Linked DNA regions of Mus musculus: region 2 is linked to region 1. A link is a contact called in public HiChIP or PLAC-seq data. All regions are on one chromosome and are shown on one strand. Each heading gives the region's core, a stretch centred on a gene start, on an enhancer-like site or on the middle of the called end of the contact. The rest is flanking DNA. Distances are from core to core; before and after follow the strand shown.

Region 1 (2,819 bases), core at 132-2,631:
CCTCTGCATTACCTGCACAGGTTTTCCCGTCGTAGGTCTCGCATATCCACTCATGGCACTCACACAGTGGACCGAAGTAGGTGCCAGGTTCGGTCACGTGACAGATGCAGACCCCACACTCGCACCGGCCACGGTCATGGCACAGAGCGCTCCCTGGGGGCTGCCCAGGTGCACGACATCTGCGTTCGGACTCTGCCCGGGACAGCCTGCAGGGGGCGCCCGACAGGCTTCTGCAGGAGATAAGAAAGGCCACAGCTAGGCCACAGTCAGACACAGACCCCGCCCCTTCTACTCCCAGCCCACACTCGGTGGAGAAGAGGCCTGCAGCCTCATTTCTCTGTGGGCCAAGCAAGCCTCTGAAAGGTTGTTTTAAACACGACTAAAAATAGCACCTTCCAGTAGACAGAGGCGACGGCCTCTTGCTCCTTGGCGGATTGCCACTGAATCTTAAATGCACATTTTGATTAAATGCAAATTAGTCTGAAGTATGATCCTTGGCTGGCTTTTTGTTCTTTCTCTTTAAAAAGCGCTCATTGCTATCTAATAGCTAGAGGGAGATTACTTGGTAAAAATAAAGAGAGGAATGTATAGAAAAAGTTTAATGTATCATACATATGGTAGGAAGTAATGCTTTTAAATTATACTTGAAGCAGACATTAAGTAGTCTATGTTTTAAAAGTTGGAATGGAACTTGTTGCCTTTTTCAAAATGCAATGCAAGGTGTGACAGGGCCATCAAGCGGGTGCTATATTAAAAAGTGGAAAGAAGACTGCCTTACAGGCTATGGGATCAGACAAGTGTGCATAAGTACATCTTTGACTTGAGGTAAGTAAAAGTAACGACAAAAACAAAAAAACCCTAACATGTATTTGCAGGGGGAGAAATGATATCCGCTTTATTCAATGAGTAATTTTCCAAAGGAAAAGTGAATGAACAGATTATGAAGCAACATTAAAGTTAGATATAAGGAAAGAAAAGGCAGAACAGGTTGAAAACTGTTAATCTAACGTCCCACTTAGTAACTGCTCTTGGCTTGTGACAGTCATCTGTAAGCTTGAATTCTGCTACCCACGGCAGGGCAGGTGTGTCTCAAACAACAATAAACCAAACTTACCTCAGAGATGGTAAGAAGCTTTGAGGAGCAGCTGACAGCCCAATGAAGAGAAGGGAGGACACCAGCAACAAGAAGTTCCTGAAGCCTGGAGGATGCATGCTGAGCTCTGCAGGAGGGAGGGCAGACCAGCTGCACTGCTGCTAGGTGGGGCTTCCACCCGAGGCAGCAGGAGGAAGTGTCACCAGCAGATGTCCAGGCAGAAGGACTTGGGATAGCGGAGCTCACAGGTTCTGGGCTCCTCCTGGAAGCTCAGTTGCCTGCGAAGACTTGGGCAGTGGATCCGCTTTGGGCGGGGTGCGGGTGCCAAACTCCTCCAGTGGAGAGTCTAGGCAGGGAAGTAATTAGAAACAGTTGTACAAGCAGATGGTTTATTTTGACATTTTAAAAAAGTGTCCTGTTCACAGATTTGAGAAAATCTTGTCTTTCTTCAAGTACAGGCCCCCGAAATATTTAACAAGAGGATATTTGGACTGGCTGATTGGAAAGGCACCGTTAAAATAATTCCTGAATTGTGAAAAGGAAGGGGAGGGCTATGGTAAACACGGAAAGGAATCGCCTCCACCAGCAGTATTAAAAGAAGCCCCATTGGCGGCTTGAGAGATGCAAATGAACAAAGCTGGCAATCACAACTTTGTATTTATTAAGCTTTGTCTTTAACCATGGGTATTTTATTCCCTAAATGTCTAAAAGGTGTATTTTTTTCTTCCAGTTATTCAGGCCAGTTTCTTATCGCAGCCACATTTTTTTTTCTTGACTTGGACAGTCCAAATTAAAGTTGTTCCAAATCCACGCTATTCTTTCCTGTGATTTCAGTAGGCAGAAACAAAATAAAATATATGTTTAAAGTGTGATTTGCACTAAAAAAAAAAAAAAATAAATCAGCAGTGTTTTTTAGTCACCTACTCAGCGCCAGCCTCTGATATTAATTCTGATTGTGAGAATGATCACACATTGTTTTGCTAATTACACTTCTATCAGGCACCAGACTCTGTGCCAGATGGAAGAGGCATACAAAGGACAAAGGGGACATCTTCCTTTTCAGGAAGGCAGAGGACTGGTAAACTGTCAATCAAAACAAAAACACCAATTCCAGAGGACCAGGGATTGCAATGGAAAATTACTTCCTGATTAGATGCAGGTAACAATCACAACTAAGAAGGGAGGAGCTGAGCTGAAAGGCTAAAGAAGGAAGATTTAACCTCGATGATAAATGTGGGGGTGGAAGAGAAAAGAGATGCAATTTTATTTTATCGCTACTTTAAAGATAAAACCTGAGATCAAAGATATGAACTGATGATTCACTGGGACTCATGTAGGACCTCAGCGTTCACTCAGAGTCACCCACACCGTATGGCCATCTGGGAGAGTGTGCAGATGGAGGAAAGTCTTGAAGAACACTTTATATGTAAAGGCGTCTTCTGATGTTGATGATCCCTGGAATCAATGTATAGGACACATGGCTTTGTAAGCTTTCAAGTTAGACACAAGCTCCTGCAGGGAAGAATTTCCTCTGGCATTTCCGAAAGTGGATAAAGGTACAATACATCCCAATACTGGCTGCTAGAGCAAGCAGGAACAGAAGTGCCCTTGACCACGTTTGTGTTTCTCTCTTTGCTTAGATCTGTACCAAGAAGAGCTTTGCATGGACACCAGTAAAGAGTTGACGTTTATCAGTCCTTAGGTCCATCAGGGGATAGACTTGTAA
Region 2 (2,740 bases), core at 62-2,561, 1.0 Mb before region 1:
TCTTTGTATTAGTCTGTACTGCCTTGTACACAATACTGTCTGCTCCTTAAACAAAACAAAACAAAGCAAAACAAAACAAAACAAAAACAAAACACCCCAGCAGATCTGCCCCAAATCCTTAGATTTTCTGTATACATACAATACTGAATTAGATTGTACCCATTTTGTTGGGAGATACTGTAGTCTGTGTGATAGGAATAGAGAACTGTAAAGAGTGAGTTTGATGCCGATTAAATTAGCAGCCAGAAATAAGCCACTGGTTAGATCATGAGCTAATCAGAATACTTTCTGTCCAGAAAAGTATTTCAAGGGAATGGACTGTCTAGAAAAGGCATAAATATTGTCCTGTACAAACGACACTCCCCACTAATATGCTTTTCCATCCAGAATTTGGTGCTTGTCCTTTTACCAGACTTTCTAAAAATGTGTATTTGCCATCAACCTGGTTTATATTTTTCCATGAGCATGGTAAGTTAGAGTCACATTCTAAAAAATAAAGGTACCTGAGTTTTCCTTAATATCTAAGAAGAGTTCATGCTACTTTGGAAGATGGAGAGTGGAGTTGGTTTTGTCTGTGTGCAATGGCATTAAACTCCTCCTTTATATATTTTCTAAGGTTTACTCATTATAATTGTTAATTGTAATTTTAAAATTCGCTTTTAGCAGAAGGCGATGAGGCTAGCTCTGAGAGCCAGCAGCAGGCCTATGAGCTGGGAGAGAAGGAAGAGGGTCTCTGGGGTTGGGCTGGAGCAGGGCTGGGGTTGGTGGAGGGGAGCGCTTCAGAGGGGTGGCACACACTGCAGTGACAGTCCCTCCCAGGGCTGGTTGAGGCACCTCACTGGTGACGGGTCTGAAAGCACGTGGCTACGTCATGGAAAGCCAGTCTTTTCAATGCAAACTTCAACTCCTCCTCCTCCCTCTAATGCCTGTAACTCACAGCCGAGGCTGGGCGAGGAATCTGGAGGGGAGATTTTCCTCATGCTTACGGTGGCTGGAGACTGGAAGGAAGAGTGTAGGGAAGGAGGAAGGAGATTTGTGGCGCTTTCTACCTACTACGAGACTGAAAAGGGGAGGGGGCACCTACATTACATCTTCTCTTCGTGACTGAGAACTGCAGGTTCAGTCCGATCCTACGGAGCTCTGGCGATTGCTTGTTTAAAAAAAAAAAAAGAAAGAAAGAAAGAAAGAAAAAATTGACCGCGGGAGAAGGAAGGCTCAATCTTTGGCAGCCAGACTCGTCTTGGAGGTTGTATTGGTGTGAGAGTGTGTGTGGTGGTGGTTCATTTTTTTCTTTCTTTTTTTTCTTTCTTTTTTTTTTTCTTTTTCTCTTTTTTCTTTTTTTTTCCCCCCTTCTCTCCTAGGGGCTACACAATGGCAGTCTTCTCTCGCTAAGATGAATCCGGCTTGCCTTCTGCAGATCCGCCCATCTTCAGTTCCATTTAGTAAAAGGCTATGATTTTCTCTTTGGGGATCTTTTGTGCATTACTGTTCTCCCTGGTTAGTTCTGGTCTCGGTTGGGATTTCTTTGCTTTTTTTTGTTTGGCTTCATGTGAAAAAGGATTTTTTTCTCTCCAACCCTTTGGTCATGATCCAGTGGTGATCAAGAGGGGATAAATCATTCACCCTGGCCGACAAAAAACAATCGCTGAGAAGTCTCAAAGAGATATACCACGTGAGGGGAAAAAACTGGGAGAAGATCCGGAATATTAACGTTTTTCCTATGGTAAAACCGGTGCCCCTCTTCAGGAGAACTGATTTCAAGTTATTATTATGCAACCACAAGGGCCTCTTCTTTCTCAGGGTGTCTAAGCTGCTGGGTTGCTTTTCGCCCAAATCAATGTGGTTTCTTTGGAACATTTTCAGCAAAGGAACGCATATGCTGCAGTGTCTTTGTGGCAAGAGTCTTAAGAAAAACAAGAACCCAACTGGTAAGCAAAGCATGCATCATATTCTGTTTTTCCTGGTAATATCCGTCTGTTGCTCACGGAGCTAGGTCTGCAGTTTTGCTATGCAGGAGGCCGGGGAACATGCAAGAAACCCGGACAGTGTTGCATACAGAGGTGTTGCATGAATAAACAAGTAGCCACCGCCGGATCTGCGTCCTCCCGACCCGAAAACCGTGATCAACAGCTCTTAGCTGTGACACAATCCATCATTAGGAGGGAGGAGGAAACTTTTTTTTATCCCCCACTAAGTGAATGTCTGGTGGAATATAGAAGGGCTTATGGCTATGGCTGTGCCAGGAAAAAGAGCCAAGAGCTTGCCTTACTTCTGCTCCTCTGGGGACATAGCTTTAGACTTTCTGATTAGCTTGCACAATATTCGCCACCCCATCACCTTTAGCAAAGTAAAAGCGCCCCCCTCCCTCACGGCCTGGATCCTCCGTCAGCCCCCGCCTCCCTCCCCCGTCTAGTTCTGGGTGCTATTAACTCATTCCCTAGTCTGCCTCTGACACATCCAGCCTGAGAACACTGAACACGGGAGCAGGGCTTGTGCCTAGGGGAACCAGGACCCAGAGGACAAGCTCAGTCTCTCTAGTATATGACATTTAAGTCCCTTCTTTTAAAAACCAGCGTGGAAACCTTACGTGTGGGTCCCACACTATGTGTGTGTGGACGAACAGAGAGGGTCCTTGCCTTATGCCTCCTGGCGATCATGCGCCCTATTCCAAAGGGCTCCAACCAGGGAAACTTGCAGTATATTACATAAGAAATGCAAATGCAGGTGATTCGGGGAGCTG

What was found. HiChIP or PLAC-seq counts read pairs in DNA pulled down with a chosen protein or histone mark.
Region 2: a contact with region 1 is called in an H3K4me3 HiChIP or PLAC-seq map of embryonic forebrain, with 3 times the contacts expected there. The contact joins the promoter of Fgf14 here to the promoter of Itgbl1 in region 1. A contact is called at or near these places in 3 of 39 promoter capture datasets (hippocampal neurons, pre-B cells and stem cell-derived epiblast-like cells) and 2 of 115 datasets of contacts at active chromatin or transcription factors (astrocytes and embryonic forebrain).

The regions. Positions count from the first base shown.
Region 1 is chr14:123,658,702-123,661,520 of GRCm38.p6, reverse strand. Itgbl1 (integrin, beta-like 1) reads right to left here and starts at 1,381. Exons shown (of 11, transcript NM_145467.2): 1 at 1,115-1,381; 2 at 13-230. The coding sequence starts at 1,212.
Region 2 is chr14:124,675,698-124,678,437 of GRCm38.p6, reverse strand. Fgf14 (fibroblast growth factor 14) reads left to right here and starts at 1,311. Exons shown (of 5, transcript NM_207667.3): 1 at 1,311-1,928. The coding sequence starts at 1,721.